Regions from separate parts of the Mus musculus genome. Here all the other regions are linked to region 1. Evidence: chromatin contacts called from public Hi-C, HiChIP or PLAC-seq and Micro-C data. All regions are on one chromosome and are shown on one strand. The core of a region is the stretch at or near the end of the contact, and the rest is flanking DNA. Distances in the headings are between cores, read along the strand shown.

Region 1 (3,898 bases), core at 929-3,428:
AGAGAACTCTAGTGTATTCTAAGCATTATGTGTTAACAATCAAAAGTAAACTATAGACCAAAAAGTAGATACTACTTCTCCAGTTTAAAATATAAACTTATATTATCTTAATTAAGATATATTTAAAATAATGCATACTGTTATGAGTTATTCTGCCTACTGTTGTGCCAAAGGTCAGAATCTTAAGAAAATATAAACTCACTTTAATAGATTTTCCTCTCATGTAACACAGGGTAATACAAACTTAAGACCGTCTAGTGAATATTCCCTGAGATTTAAATTAAATTTGTAAAGGAATACAGATTGTTCCTGTTGATTTAAATGCCATGTGCTTAAGGATTAAGCTCTATCCTATCGTTTTAGCTCTTCAATCAAAATGGTTCTCCTGTTAACACCTAGTAGGTAAAATACCTGAAACAATGAACACGTCTTTCTGTAATTGCTCTCTCCACCTTGATAGCTTGAACTGCAGATTCTTCAGAAAAATAAAATTAAGGGATAGGGTGGGAACGGGAGTAACCAGAAGCCTAGAATAAGAAAAGTTAAAATCAGACACTGCAGCAAGCAGAAGTATCAATGTCTACCATGACAATTTATCATATTTTAAATATAGTCAATACAAATGATTTTTCACTACAATGCAGCTCTTGGGATGTAAACAGAGAATGCCTAGTATGTAGTAAAGTAAATATGCTAATATTTTCCATTCCACTTACTGTTCTGGTAATTTCCTTGCTTTGAAATGCTTTTTTACCCACTGACATAGAAACATTCGTGGGTGGTGGTGGTGGGAATAAAAACCAACTGAGTTTTTTTTTTTTTTTTAAATACAGCCCCATTTCAATATCTCTAAAACTAAAAACTCAATCTAAAGTGGAATCAGATATGCAAGTGTTACATGACATATGCTGTTACTATAACCAGTCTGTCCCCGATCTAACAATTAATGCTTACTGAGTAACTCTCTTATTTTCTGTGGCCTGTTAGTATCTGTGCCCAATTCCTCATAAAGGTTAATTCATCTAATTGTCAAGAACCTGAGATTATCAACGACTGCATTTTAGAGAAAGATACAGGGAAGTTGGCACCTGCTAGGTTAACACATTTAGTCAGTGAAGAATGAACAGAGTTCCCAAACTGACTGTGCAGCCCACGTGCCTCGACAGTACTTGGGAGTTTTCTACTTCATCAAGCATAACGAGCATTTGGTACTAGAGGTTGGTGTGTGTGTACAAACAGATTGCCAGCGTGTTGTAACAGGCGAAGGCAGCAATCTTAAACTAGGCAGTAGTTAGAAAACCTATTCCTTAGCAGTGGACTCTCCTTCCAGCCTCGATTTAAATTTAGCAAAACAGAGAGCTTCTCGGAGCCACTGGTTCACCATAAAATGAAGTTTCCCCACCTCGTTGTCAAGTGGGCACAAAAAAAAGTAGCTTTGTTTTCTTAAAAGGGCCCCGTATTCCTTTCTCTTCTGAGGTACATCCCAGCAGCTCTTGGGGACAAAGCATCTGCCCTCCTAAGTTTCCAGTTCCTTTCAGGGAACACTAGGGTCTCCCCTTAGGGGCCTTTTGCTGCCAGGCGGCCCTAGGTGTGAACGGGAGCGCAGGCCAATCGCAAAGGTTAAGAAGCAGAAGGGGCCGGGCAGCTCCACTAGGACCTAGAAGTATTTCAACGCGGTCACTTCGCCCTGCGGCCAGTGACAGCCATCCCTCCGGGCCAGGCGTGCACTGCTCGCAGAGCACCACGCCCCCGGAGGCATGCTTCTTGCCCTAGCCTACCAGTGGGTGACACAGGATTCCTCTCGCCCCAGGAATGTCGACTGTGCCATCGACATGAAGTCGTGTCAACACACCCAACACCTTTCCACTCCATCTCCATCGCCCTACCGTCTCGGCTGCGGCTGGGCTGCAGAGCCGCGTCGCGGTCCCCAGCCGAGCACGAGACCGCCATTTTAGACAGCTCAAGGCAGCGGCCATTTCGGAGCGGCCCACTCGCCGGTGGCTCAGCTCACCTTCAGCGAGGGTCTAGGGCCAGTCGTCGGGGACTGGAGGGAGGAGGGAGAGATGAAAAACAAAACAGAGGAGAGGAGGACGCGGGACGGGGTGATGCTGTCAACTCAGGGATACCGCCTAAGCCACCTCAAAGGGCCCCGACTCTCGGACGGCGCGGCCTGAAGTCTGAATTCAGGGACTCTTAGAGCTCCACTGCGGCCAGACGCGATGGTCTGCAGGAGCGACTTCGCCGCTGTCCAATCAGCGACAGAGCTCATCCCTACCGCCAATCCGCGCTGAGCAGCGAGGCGGGACTAAGAGCCCAAGTTTGGTTGAGGCGCGGTGTGACCTGGGAGCCGCCTAGCCGGCTCTGGGCTCCGGGCTGGCGGGCGAAGCCATTGTTTTCTGAATTCCCCGGCACGCCGTGGGCCTGGCGCGGGTTTAGAGAGCAGATTCCGGGGCTCCTCCAGTTCCACGTGGCTGATGCTGACAGACAGATGGCGGCCCAGTCGGCATTTCCCTCAGCTCTGTCGCTCTGCAAGGACTGCTGAGACAGCTATGGATCCTGAGCTCGCCAGCCTAGGCTGATGGTGGCCCGGTCACTCAGTGCTTGGAAGCGGGAAGAAAAAACTCACCTTACTCGGCGTGCATAAACCTTTACCAGCCGGGGGGTTAGGCCAGGCCAAGGGCACGCCTGATGTTTGGCCTCCCAGGTGGCCCAGCAGGACGAAAGGGAAAATCCTTAGAACTCTTCTTTTTCTGAGGTTTACCTCAGCGTTACCAACTCATCTCTGTTGGGTGGGCTGGCAACATTTGGGTGTTTAAGCCATCTATCCCCGTTCTCCCTCTTTTCCAAAAGGGCATGGCCAGGCTTGAGGTCCTGTGTGTAGGGATTAAAAAGCATGTGCCACCATGCCCCGCGAAGCCTAACCCTTAATAGTAGTTATCAGGACTGATGGCAGTCATCAAGCTTCAGTATAATTTTGGAATAAGATTTTGTTTATTATATATTTTTATATATGTCCCCAATGTGAACTTCACATACCTGGTTTGTGTCTTTGTAAATTGGAAAAAAAACTCAAAAATAAGACAATGGGAAGAATAATTAAACATATTCGTGTTTAATTAAAGACTAGGATTTAACTTAGGCTCTATATGCTGACGAGTCTACTGTTCTTGAAACATACAGATTTTTTTCTGTTAATTGCTGTGTCAAATTATAATTTATTATATATTTATATACAGTTATGATTATAATATATGTTGGTTGAGAGAAAAATACAGGCAATGTAGGACTCAGCAAATAAAGATAATAATACTGTTTATAGAGTGCACTGTAGGAGCCAGGGGCTGTTTTATGTACTTTTTGTTTTGTTTTGATATTTGAGACAGGGTTTCTTTGTGTAGCCTTGGCTGCCCTAGAACTTGCTCTCTAGACTAGGCTGGCCTTGAACTCATAGAGATCTGCCTGCCCCTGCCTCCTGTGCTGGAATTAAAGGTATGCACCATCACCACCTGGCTGTTTCATGTTCTTTCAATGTTTTAATTCATATACTCATCACCAGTCTAAGATCAGATCCTAGTTATAGGTAAGGACTTAGAGCATAGAGAAGTACATTTTGCAAACATGACCAACTGATAGTCTATGTTGGGTTCCTTTTTAGTTGTGGGAACCACAAATTGTGTATTTGCTTGTGTGCATGCATGCTCTCATACAAAGTTAATTTATATTAAAGACTTGTAAGATTACAACAATATATCAGTAAAGAAGGTGGGGCCTCACTTTTAAAAAGGAACTGAAAGCTGGGTGTGTTGGCACACTTCGTAATCCCAGCACTGGGAGGGTTAAGGAGAGATTACCACACAGACTGAGAATTGTCAGACCAGCCTGGGTTACAAAGCAAGAC
Region 2 (3,898 bases), core at 940-3,439, 510 kb before region 1:
CAGCATGAATTTTCTATTTTGTAAAGAATTAGTTATCTATTTTATGTATGTGAGTGCACTATAGCTGTCTTCAGACACACCAGAAGAGGGTATCAGATCCCTTTACAGATGGTTGTGAGCCACTATGTGGTTGCTGGGAATTGAACTCAGGACCTCTGAAGAGCAGCCAGGGCTCTTGACCTCTGGGCCATCTCTCCAGTCCTGAATTTCCTATTTTGACAACTGTACTGCCATTGTGTAGACCAATGTTCCTGTTTGTATAAAATTCACGATAAACCATTCTGAGTGAAGGAGCATAAGGGCAGTAGCTTCCTCTTAAAATGTCCGAAAAATAAAATAACAATAATTATGTATCATACTTACAACTTTTTCAAGTTTGTTACTGTTTCAAAATTGTTGTGGGTGTGGGAGGAGGACAAATATCTGTGAGTTCAAGGCCAGCCTGGTCTACATAGGAATTCCAGGACAGTCAGGGCTCTGTAGAGAAACCCTATCTTGGGGGGCGGGGGGGGGGGGGGCACACAAGATAAAATTGTTGTGGGTGAAGAACAATGTAACTAAAAATGGAACAAGGTGAAAAACAAAACTGATTCTGCACACTGGCAATCTTACCAGACTGACAGACTATGTCACCTTGGTAAGAGACTCAAAATTTTCTAAGAAAGGACAGGGCATTTTGGAGCAGCCAGAAGATTCTCCAAATACAGCCCGACGTCTTCTCCTTTTATTTATTGTGTGTCTTCATGGTGGGAGTGGGCATGCATGCCAGGGCACACCCAGGAAGGTCAGAGGACAACTGTGGGCAATCAGTTCTTGCCTGGCACCTTTTCATGGCTCAGGTCTCCAGGCTTGCCCAGCAAGAGCCTGCTTCTCCTAATTGACCTCAATTAGGTAGTGGTGAGAAAAGAATGTGAAGGCTCCCATCTCTGAAATAAATCCTTAGGGATAAATAATAAAAAGAGGTGGGCAGAACAATGGTATGCTGGTGCAACGACTAACATCAGCAAAGCACAACCTAAGCACCTCGGGGACATGGAAGGGGGTGGAGCGCTGGTATCTAAAATCCCTTGCAACTGCGAGACTGTAGCTTCCCCTGCTCTACAATAACCTTGTTAGCACATCCCGCTTATCTATAAACAGCAACACAAAGAGATACAATTACGAAAATGAACGTGCATGAGCCCTGTATACTTCTGGTTGTGCTAGTCCACCGAAGTGTAAAAAGCAACCTATCTGCCAAACTGTTCCTTGTGAAAAATTCTCGGCCGAGAAAAACCAGAGAACAATCAAAACACGTGAGAGCTAAGTGAGAGAGAGCACCTGCAGTGGTCGGCCGGCTCTCTTTGCTTAGCAGAGTCCTTTCATTCTGGAATGCCGACACATACGTCCTGAAACAATTTTCCTAGAAATGTTTCAAAGTGCTCGGATCCTTTGACCTATCCAAGTACCCGGCGTTCGGCCGGGATGTCCAGCCTCCCCCTCCCCCCACACACACCCCGGGCCGGCGGGAGGCAGCGCAGGACTCTCGGCACTTCCTTTCCGGGAGGACTGCCCCCAGCGTCACTCCTATTCAGGATGCAGGACACAGTGTATCCCTAGGAGCCTCGTACAGTGTGCTCCCGCCCTCCCAACTCCACAGGCACGAGGGCGCGGTCCCGGGTGCCAGCCGCCTCCGCAGAAGCGCGTGGCGGCGCGCGGGCAGGCTCGCCACCGGTCCGGCCCGCCAGTCCCCGGCCGCACCGCCGCGGCCTAGCCCCGCTACCGCCGTCCGACGGTTCCCTCACACACGCCCACCGCAGCCAGGCTCGGCCCCGCCGCGAAGGCCGACACCAGTCGACCCGCAGCTCCTCCACCGCGGGACCCGGCCCGCCCGCCTCCCCGCCTCCCAGCCGCGACGCCCGGCCCCGCCGAGCCCACTGGACGGCTGCCGGGGGCGGAGGCGAAGCCCGGGGGCGGCGCCCGCCCCACACCCTTACCTGGCTTCTCGTGGTCGTAGCCTACCACAATGAAGTAGTCGGCCAGCCGGGCCATGACCGCCGCCGCCGCGCCCGGGAAGCGGGTTCCCGTCGCCGCCCTCGCCGCCGCCGCCGCCCACCCGGCCCGGGCGAGCTCAGCATTTTCCCTTCGGCGGCTGTAGCGGTAGCAGCGGCGCTTCAGCCATGTTTGACAACCGAGGCGCTCACTGCGCCTGCGCCGCGCCTCGCGCCCGCCCCTCCCCCGCCCCACCCGAAAGGGCTCGACGACCCAGTGCCCGGCGTCCGCGAACCCACGCGGCGCCCGGAGGCCGCTCGGACACGCGGCTCGCGAGGTGGGCGGCCCGGCGCGGCCTGGCCTCGCGCCGCCACCGAGGCCGGGCGCTTAGAGGCCCAGCTGCTGCCTCAACGCCCCCCACCCCCGCCCGGTTCTTTATTTTCCTGGAGCAGGGGTCCTTCCTTCCGCCATCTCCCTTTTGCAGTCGGGGGGAAAAGGGGATGGAGGGGTGCGGGGTCACTTGGAAAGTTTGTTCTTTGGTGCCGCTTGCTGCCACCGGCAGCACGGATGAAATTCTCCCGCCCTCGGCTGGAAGCTTGGAATTTGCACCGCCAAGGCTTTTTGCTGCACGTTTCCTGTTTATGTTGTGCAGATGGGAATTTTAGAAACATGCCACCAAGCAGGCGGGGGAGGAAAAGACTTGCGCAATCTTCAGAGGCGCCTCTGGTTTCGGGGCTGCCTGGGCTGGGGGCGGTCAGCTTGGGCTTTCCTCTGAGTGCCCCAGGGAGTTATTCCACCTAGGAACAGGGGCATCCCCGGGATCCTCCTAAAATGGGCCGGTCTCTCCCCGGGGAGCCCCGCCCGCCTGACTTTCACTGCCTTTTTCACTGTCTCAGGACTTTTCAGGCTGAAGCAGGTGTTAACTTCAAGTTGCTCTACTGCAAACACTCCACAGAATTCATAGGGCACTTTGAGAGCCTAGAGAGCATTCAAGTCGATTGCGTTTTTAAGAAATATCTCCTACCGATGTTTTCTAATTTGGCTGGCACACTTGGATTTGTCACTTTTTTTTTTTAACTTTGTTACTTCTTAATGATCATGAAATTTTAGTAGTAGTGTATGTATTTGAACTATGAAGTTTTCAGAACCTATGGTTTAGAAGTGATCGTGAAGCCATCGTTCACTGAGGGTTTGATCCTTCTATAGATTGTACGTAGTAGGTTCTAACGTGCCTAGTGCAACACACGCCCTCTGCCAAAGACCAGCAGAAAGCTAGTGCCTGGAGCTGTGAACTCAGAGTCCAAAGGGTCATAGTCTCAGCTGCTCTGACTAATTCTCTCTTCTGGGCCAGCGTTCCCCTTTCCCGCTTCCGCGTTGGAAATTGAACTTAGGGCCTCCTACATGCTGGGCAAGCCTGCTACCGTTAAACTATATCGACAGCAAAAGGCCAGACCTTTCAGCAGGTCTGAGAGGGTTGGGCTATGCTAGAAGAATTGAAAGGGAAGGGGTACTTTACCTCGGGACCTCCTTTGTAATCAGCTTCTAGTCAGACGGAATCAGCATACCTGCAGTGATGAAAACTAGGTTAGTTTTCAAAATAATGAAAGCAAACAAAACAACCTGCCACACCTCATAGAGAAAATTTCCAGGTAACTTCCCTGGGAGCTCTTCCTCCACTTTTTCAGTAAAGAGTAATCTCACTTCCTCTACAGACTGCCATTCCAGTGCTTAACAGCCATGGTAGAAAGTCCTTCCCTATTCTGTCGGCGGCGTTGTCCTCCTGGAACTGCCTTGATTACAGCTGGTAGGGGATGGATTCCATATAAATTATTATTGTGGGGATTTGTTCCCTCAATTTTACTTTTTTTTTTTTTAATTTGGGATAAGGTCTGGGAAGATGATTCAGCAGTTGAGAGACCTGTGCTGC
Region 3 (3,898 bases), core at 894-3,393, 390 kb before region 1:
ATGCTGGATTGGTTCCAGGAGTGCACCACCACCCTGGGTTTAAATGATTCATGCAGTTCTGGGGCTCAAACCCCAGTATCCTGTAAGCAGTCTGTCAACTGAGCTACATCCCCAGCCCCTAACTCTTCTTTTTCTTTTGATCTCCCTTCCAACTGTTAAAAAAAAAAAACTATAAAAACTATTTTTTTAGCCCATTGACAGGCATGGTTTGGTTGGCAGTGGTAGCTTGCCAACTCCTGTCTTACAAAGGTATATTCAGTATAGGAACTCTGAGGGTGGCGGGCTCTGGAGAGGGAGTGGATCTCGAATGCCTGGCTCTCAGTATTGTAAAAAGCCACAGCCTTTACGTTTTGTTGCAGGCTCTCAGCTCCTATGCGCTTTGAATGAACCCCAGCCGTCCTTTCAGCATTTGAAGAAGCTGAGTACTGTTCTTAGCACAGTTGGACGGTTACACTTCCAGTCTTCTGAATTTGACTTTCAAATTAGCTTTCAGAAACCATTAGGGTCCAGGCACAACTAAAACAGTAAGAGAGGGCCAGAGATAGACATAAAATCGTGTCAGGAACTGTGTTAGTCAGGCTTGCTTTCCTGGGACAGGCTAACTCTGTAAAGGAAAGATAGGCAGTTTAGCTCACATTCTGGGGTGGAAGTCCAAGACTGGGGGGCCCATTGGATGGCATCAACTGGAGGAGCATGTGGAAGGAAGGGATTGGATCTTAAATTAAGAAGTGGGTCTTTTTTGCTCTGTTTGATAGTGTCTCACGAGGTAGCCCAGGATGGCCTGGAACTCACTGTGTAGTTAGAGCTGGCCTCAGACCTGCAGCAATCCTCCGGCTTTTGCTTCTTGAGTGCTAGGAATCCAGGTGTGAACCACCATGCGGGCCTCAGGCTCATTCGCGTAACTCTCTCGAGACCCCAGGGGCCCCATAAGACCTACCTTAATCTCTTATAAGGGCAGCTTCCCCAGAGACCTAAGAGTCTCCTGCTAGGTCCCGCCTCATAAAGGACTGACCTCTCAGCTGACCTCTCAGCTACCCTAGCATATTTTGGACCACATGCAAGCACAGCAGGCTACAGGCACCAAGGGTCTCAGTTAACTAAGCTCTGATTTTATTGTCTCTCTTGTTTGTTTGAGACAGTTTCCCTGTGTTTCCCAGGCGTGTACTGCTATCCTAGAGTCAAATGATCTTGCTGCCTCAGCATCCTAAGGACTAAGTCTATAGACATAGGCCAAAATCTGTGGTGTTTTTATTTTGTTGTCGAGACAGGGTTGTTGCTTTGTTTTCCAAGCTAGCCTGAAACCATCAATCCTCTGCCTCTGCGTCTCCAGCGCTGGGGTTCACGGGTGTGCACTACCACTCTAGCCATCAAATTTGCTTACGGATGAGGTCTATACAAAGACATCTGTTAGGTAACTATCTAAGACTTAGAGTAGGAGCTCTTCGGGCACCGCCTCACTTCCCCTAGGATCAAGGGTACAGGCTAGGGAAGTAGCTTGCTTTGTGGGATGCTCGGGTGGGTCTCTGAGTTTCTACACATCAGTTACAGTTCTCACTTATAAATATCCACAGACATCTCTGTCTTGGACTTGCTGTCCCTGAGTTTTGGGATTCATCTTGTCTTGTTCGCATCCCTCTCCCTGTCTAGAACTCAAGTGAACTCTGTTGATCTTGTGACTGGGAGTTTCTCTTCAAATCAGAAATTGATACCACAGAGAGATGTTGGAGAGTCAAGGTCATAGCAGGGTGGCCACCCTGATTTCTTCCTCTCTCCTTTCTTTCCTTCCCTTCCCCTTGTCCATTCTCCAGGTGCCTTGGTGTGCAGCTGACCATGATAATTTCAGCTTCTTGGACCTGCCTCCTCTCGGGGACTGGGCCATGCTGTGTGTTTCCCGAAGCTGTCCCCCTAGAATCTCACACAAGGCATAGTCCAGACTAGATGCGGATAGTGTCTTTAGTTCAGTAGGGGGACCATCCAGGCCTGACTGGAAACTTAGAAGCTATAGCCAGCTCCACTGCCTGTCCTCAGGGGCCCTTGTCCATTTGGGATACTGGCCTGTTGTTACACTCCAGAATGGATTGTGTTTACTGACAGGAAACCAGAGGGTGGAGGGGGATGGAAACCAAGGAGGGAATCTTGTAACACCACAGGGCAGAGAGTAATGAGGACCAGGGCAGGGACAAGGTCAGGGAGACAAAAAAGGACTCTGGCCCAGGATGGAGGCAGAGAGAGCAAAGCAAAGAGCAAAGGGAGTGAGACCTCTGCCCCAGCCTTGACCCTGAGGACCTGCCCAGGCCTCTGCTCTGGGAACAAGGAGAGAAACCAGCAACCTATCTCAGGGGACAGCCATGAACACAGCATGCTGAGTTCTCAAAGCAGCCAGGGACTACTTATGGAGGTCGGCGGCCAGGCTGTTCCTCTGTGAGTCCTCACAGCAGGGAGTTTCAATTCTCAGGTTTCCTCTCATGTGACTCCAGAGGATAAGTGCTATGGGGAAAGACAGTTTGAGGTCCAGGAAGGGGACCTCTCTGGAGCCCAGGATTTTGTGGCCTGCTGTGGAGCTTCAGGCAGCTGGCAGCTGAACTCTGCAGCATGGACCCCTGGGGCCCTGGCCTGAGATGCTAATGCTGCAGCCTCCATCTCTCACACAAAGGACATTAGGCGGTCTGCTAGTAGCTGGGTATGGCCAGATGAGTATTTAGGACTGAACAGGCCATGTCCCTGGAGCATCAATGGGACATGATCACCGCAGTAAAATGCTACCTCCGTTTATGTGTATATTAAAACAAATGTGTAATTGGGAATAAAAGCTATTTTTACAGATCCATTTAAGAAAACTCTGAGCCCTTACAGAAACCGCACATCTAAGAGGCGTGTCCAGAGCCTGGGCCTCGGTGTTCTTTCTCATGCCATCTTCCACACTTTGCAGATGAGGGAAATGGATTTGGGGGAAGGAGGCATGACTGGCTTCTGCAGGAGAGGTGAGGGTGCGCTCACGTTTCTGGGCTGGGCTGGCAGCAGGCTGTTTATGACTCAGTAAGGAATGAAGTTGCAGGCAGTAAGTTAGACACTGTTCTCTTTGCTGTGGTAAAATACTTGACAAGAGCAGCTTAAGGAGGGAAAGGAGCAGCTGACAGCTCAGTGGGTAAAGTGCTTGCCGTGCAAGCATGAGGACCTGTGTCAGTCCCCAGTCGACTGGACTCAGTAGTGCCCATCTGTAATCCCAGCGTGCCTTTGAGAAGAGGTGAGGCAGAGAGAGGAGAAACCCTAGAAGCTGTCAGTGACAAGAGACCCTGCTGCCAGCTGCTGCTCTGAAGAGGCACCATGACCGCAGCAACTCTATAAAAAGAAAGCATAGACCTATAAAAAGACCATTTCAGAGGTCTAGCCCGTTATTGTCATGGTGGAAATCATGGCGTGCAGGCAGACATGGTGGTGCTGGAGAGGTAGCCGAGAGCTGAGCTACGTGAATCTGTAGGCAGCAGGAAGAGAGAGAGACCCTGGGCTCATCGGATGGGCTTTTTGAAACCTTAAGACTCTCCCCCAATGACTTTCTCCAACAATGTCACATGCCCTAATCCTTTTAAATAGTACCACTCCATAGGGACCAAGAATTCAAATACTCGAGCCTCTGGGGACCATTCTCCTGAGTGTAGGGAGTCAAACTGACAAAGAGGAATCATCACAGGTGGTTTAGTTTTTGCTTTTGGACAATGAGGTTGGCAATAACAATCTTTTGGACACTACACCGTGTTTCCAGCCAGCCAGTCACAGCTACTAACAGGAAATGTGGGCAGTGGGAAGAGTTAGGGGATAGGAATCAAGGGCCTGACTTTAACCTGTTCTTTTGAGAACAGAGCACGGAAGCTTCAGGCAAACGACTTACTACCTCTGGGTT
Region 4 (3,898 bases), core at 651-3,150, 280 kb before region 1:
AAACATAAGTCATTCAGAAATGACACAGAGGAAAACTGAGCCCATCAAAGTGCAAGACAACTGGGTGAGGGCTGGAGAGTTCAGCTGGGAAAGGACCTCCAGGAAGCACCCGGGCCTCAGTTCTACCCCTGAACTCATGTGAAAGGACAGCGCAGTGGCACACTTGTGATCTTAGTGCCAGGCCGGGTGTGTGTGTGTGCAGGGACAGGAAGATCCCTGGGACTTGCTGGCCACTAGGTGTGTAGTCTATCCAGACCTAAGGCTGACTTCTGGTGTCACATCAGATGACTAGTCAACAATGACTTCGGTATCAAAGGCACCTTTGAAATTTGTTAAATTTTGTACCATCTTCCATCTTAGTAATACATACTAAGTTCTACAATTGGGGCTCGAATGACACTACTTAACTTATTATTCACTATTTATACAAACTCTAAGTTTATACAGATATCCAATGATTAGGCTGGTCAGAGTCGGTATAGAATCTAGAATGCCTGTTCTGGGGTCAAAGGTATTAAGGAGGAGAAATAAAACTAAAGAAATCTCAATAAAATAAAATAAAACCTGAAAACCTATAAACAAACAGAGTACTGAGTAAGTGCTGGAGTTCTAATAGCACCAGTTGTTAATTTTCCTTATAGATTATCCATTCATCCTTTCATGGATTCTTGGAAAATTGGCAAGTATTATAGACAGCCTGACAAAGCACACACCAAGTAGTAAGTACACTCTGACTTAGAAAGAAAAATATTCTCTTTGCACCTTCTCTACCTTTTTAGAAAGAGAAATCAACTTCCTCTAGTTAAAAGAATTTAGATATATTCAGAGAATATCTATCCTATATGTCCCTTATATATATGGTTCCCTTACGCCAAATGACAAAGATAACATAGTCTTGAAAAACACAATCATGTTAAGACAGAAACCGAAACCAGCCAGCACAAAAGGGGTAAAACAAAATCCACGCAAGTCCTGAGGGCTCTGAATTCAGAAGGCATTACTTTTCAAGGACAACTATCAGGACCATTGGTCGGGTGACAGTTCAAGCCCAAGTAAAAGTCTAAAGGGTGAATTTCATTCTATAGCAAGCACGGTAAGGGGGTGTGGAAAAGATGGTCTTAGTTTGAGAAGCACGGATTAAAAGCAACTGGGAGTGTTACTGGAGCTACATGTACTCCAGAAGAAGGACAAGAAATGCTGGGCATCAGGAAATGGGGCTGGGTCGGAATATGAAGAATATGAAGGTAGGCTGGAGACAAATTGCAACAACAGTAACCCCACAGTTTTGTAATGAAACTGCACACAGAAGGCAACTTACCCTACAATTATGATTAGCAAGGAAACTTTTTTTTTAATGTCGGTCCTCAAAAGGTAGCAATTAGCTTGACAAGCAAGGGCCCGGGTGCACTGCCGGGGCGGGTTTAGTAGGAGGGCTGGCCGACACCACGGGCCCAGGCTCTCCCTCAGAAGCCTTGCCCTGTGGCCACCCTGCCGCCCTGGCCCCAGCACCCGCCCCTCAGCCCCTCCTTGGCGCACCTGCTCTGCTAACCAACAGCTAAACTGCTCAGTGCGCCAGCGCCAAGATTCAAAACCGCTCGAGCTGATCTCTGAAAGCTCTCCTCAGCACCACCGCGAAGGCGGACCCAGAGTCTCCACCGCCACCGAGAAGGCGGACCCAGAGTCTCCACCCGCCCAGGAATCGGTGCCCAAAGCCCGCAGCCGAGGCCCTGACAAGGGGCCCTAGCTCCTCTGAAGCCCGGTTTCACACCCTGGTGCTGCCCGGGCCTCCACTCCCTACTCCAGGACCGTGGAGTGGCTGGGAAGGGACACAGCGAAGGGGCGGCGCTGCAAGGCTCACCCAGTTCAAGGCATCGCTCTCCTCGCACCAGGGACACCGCCTCGGCTGCTGCTTAGCTAAACCCGCTAGGCGGCAGCGGCGCGGCCCGCAAACCAGTCGCACCTCAGTGACGTAAGGCCACGCCCTCGCGCGTTGCCTGGAGACGGAGCTCCACCCCCCCCTGTTGGCTTTGGAGGTTTTTGTAGCTCAAGGCTGCTGACACACACCTGTAGGCAAAATAGTCACATACATAGAAATCAATAAAATTAAATACTTTTGTAAAAAAGGACAAAAAAATGAAGAGGCAAGTCACAGGCTTTGGAAAAGCAAAATATATTTAACAAAGGACTTCTAATTAGAATACACAATTCTTACCCCTCCCCCCCCCAAAAAAAAAAAAAACAACAACAACAACAAAAAAACCCACAATTTTTTTAAATGGCCAAAGACTAGACTAGCCTTTTAGATTTATGGATAGCAAATAAGCACATGAAATGATGTCTGAGACCATTATGCAAATTAGAAGGGAAGTGAATTATCAATACAATACCACAGTGGCTAAAATGAAAAGAACTGTATTAAATATTGACAAAGATGCTGAACAAATCTGTTCAGATTGTCTGTTGGGGATGTAAAATGATACAATCATTGTGGAACGAGATTGTGGCCATTTCTTTAAAACCTAAGCACAAACATTCCAACCACATAGTCCAGTCATCCTGCTTCTAGAATAGATCCACATGAAGACTAGTACACCAACATCAGATACCTGATGTGGTGGTTTGAATGAAAATGGTCCCCATAGGCCCACAGGGAATGGCACTATTAGGAAGTGTGGCCTTGCTGCAATAGATAAGGCTTTGTTGGAGAAAATATGTCACTAGGGGTGGGCTTTGAGTTTTCAGATGCGTAGGTCAGACCCAGTGTCACTCTCTCTTCCTGCTGCCTGCTGATCCAGATGTAGAACTCTCAGCTACCTCTCCAGCATGTCTGCCTGTGTGCTGCCATGCTTCCCACCATGACTATTATGGACTAAACCACGGAATTCTAAGTCAGCCCCAATGAATTGTTTTCCTTTATACGAGTTTCTCTGATCATGGTGTCTCTTCACAGCAGTAGAAACCCTATGACAACATATCAACAGGTGAATGGAAAACAACTGAAATAAAGTCACACAATGGAATATTACTCAGCAATAATAAAGAATACATGATTGACACACTTAACAATGTGGATGAGCCTGAAATACTTAGGCTGAAAGAAGATAGACCTTCCAAAAAAATTTTCTAGAATAGCCCCCGCCCCCAGGAATCTTTAGTGGCAAAATCAGATCAGTGGTTGCTTAGCGGGTGGTGTCAGGTAGGAAACACTACAGTGTTAGAATGGGAACTAGAGGTGGCTGACTCAACGGTAAAACACTTGCCTAGCATGTTTAAGCCTTGGCTCAGACTCAAACACAAGTCCTCCAAACCTTCAAAGGGTAAGAAGAAACATTTTAGGGTATTGGCTATGTTCACTGTCTTAGAGCATGACACCACAGACATGAATGTAATATGAAAACTTCTCAAATTGTACACCTTACTCATATATAGTTTAGTATATGCCAACTACATTCCCAAAAAGTTATGGGGTAAAGATGTAGCTGCTTCATGTTTTAAAGGTTCATATCTTTGTCTAACCTGAGCCCAGTCAGAAAAAAAATAGTCTCCATAAAGCACAGTTTTATAAAGTGGGACCTGTATTCCTTTTTATAGTGAGCACCACAAAGACTGAAATAAAGGAGAGATTGCAAGACCAAGGTGATATAACGTGGTAGTTATATTAAAATAATTAATGACCAGTCTAGGCAGCCGCTGCTTAGCATAACAAGTTCCTTTTTATGTTTGCATAAACATAATGAAGAACCCAGATGGTAAACAAAATAAGATCACTATTTTATTAAATAGTGTTACCTAAACATATGTCTTAGTCACTTTCTGTTGCTGTGAAGAGACACCATGACCATGGCAGCTCTTATGAAAGAAAGGATTTAACTAGGGGGTGGCTTACAGGGTCAGAGGC

What was found. Hi-C and Micro-C count contacts between places; a contact is called where the count stands out from the background. HiChIP or PLAC-seq counts read pairs in DNA pulled down with a chosen protein or histone mark.
Region 2: a contact with region 1 is called in a FOXA1 HiChIP or PLAC-seq map of pancreatic cancer cells. The contact joins the promoter of Sbf2 here to the promoter of 1700012D14Rik in region 1. A contact is called at or near these places in 4 of 39 promoter capture datasets (cranial neural crest, hippocampal neurons, liver and 1 more), 1 of 484 Hi-C or Micro-C datasets (embryonic stem cells) and 1 of 115 datasets of contacts at active chromatin or transcription factors (pancreatic cancer cells).
Region 3: a Micro-C map of embryonic stem cells shows a contact between it and region 1, with 2.0 times the contacts expected there. The contact joins the enhancer-like site here to the promoter of 1700012D14Rik in region 1. A contact is called at or near these places in 2 of 484 Hi-C or Micro-C datasets (CD8 T cells and embryonic stem cells) and 1 of 115 datasets of contacts at active chromatin or transcription factors (acute myeloid leukemia).
Region 4: a contact with region 1 is called in a Hi-C map of double positive thymocytes, with 3 times the contacts expected there. The contact joins the promoter of Rnf141 here to the promoter of 1700012D14Rik in region 1. A contact is called at or near these places in 14 of 39 promoter capture datasets (the 3T3-L1 cell line, the C10 cell line, the HPC-7 cell line and 9 more), 4 of 484 Hi-C or Micro-C datasets (CD4 T cells, double positive thymocytes, embryonic stem cells and 1 more) and 2 of 115 datasets of contacts at active chromatin or transcription factors (effector CD8 T cells and pancreatic cancer cells).

What each region holds. Positions count from the first base shown.
Region 1 is chr7:111,120,497-111,124,394 of GRCm38.p6, forward strand. It overlaps 1700012D14Rik (RIKEN cDNA 1700012D14 gene), which reads right to left and starts at 2,179. Exons shown (of 3, transcript NR_015573.2): 1 at 1,887-2,179; 2 at 412-527.
Region 2 is chr7:110,612,731-110,616,628 of GRCm38.p6, forward strand. Sbf2 (SET binding factor 2) reads right to left here and starts at 2,190. Exons shown (of 41, transcript NM_177324.2): 1 at 1,977-2,190. The coding sequence starts at 2,031.
Region 3 is chr7:110,729,173-110,733,070 of GRCm38.p6, forward strand. No RefSeq gene overlaps it. Among named protein-coding and RNA genes, the nearest start is that of Gm39068, 8.5 kb to the right of the region's middle. Within about 2 kb of position 2,144, at least 38 of the 459 cell types and tissues checked have an H3K27ac peak or open chromatin away from gene starts, as enhancers often do. A contact at or near this core is called in embryonic stem cells, where this site is marked.
Region 4 is chr7:110,842,481-110,846,378 of GRCm38.p6, forward strand. It overlaps Rnf141 (ring finger protein 141), which reads right to left and starts at 1,901. Exons shown (of 6, transcript NM_025999.3): 1 at 1,859-1,901.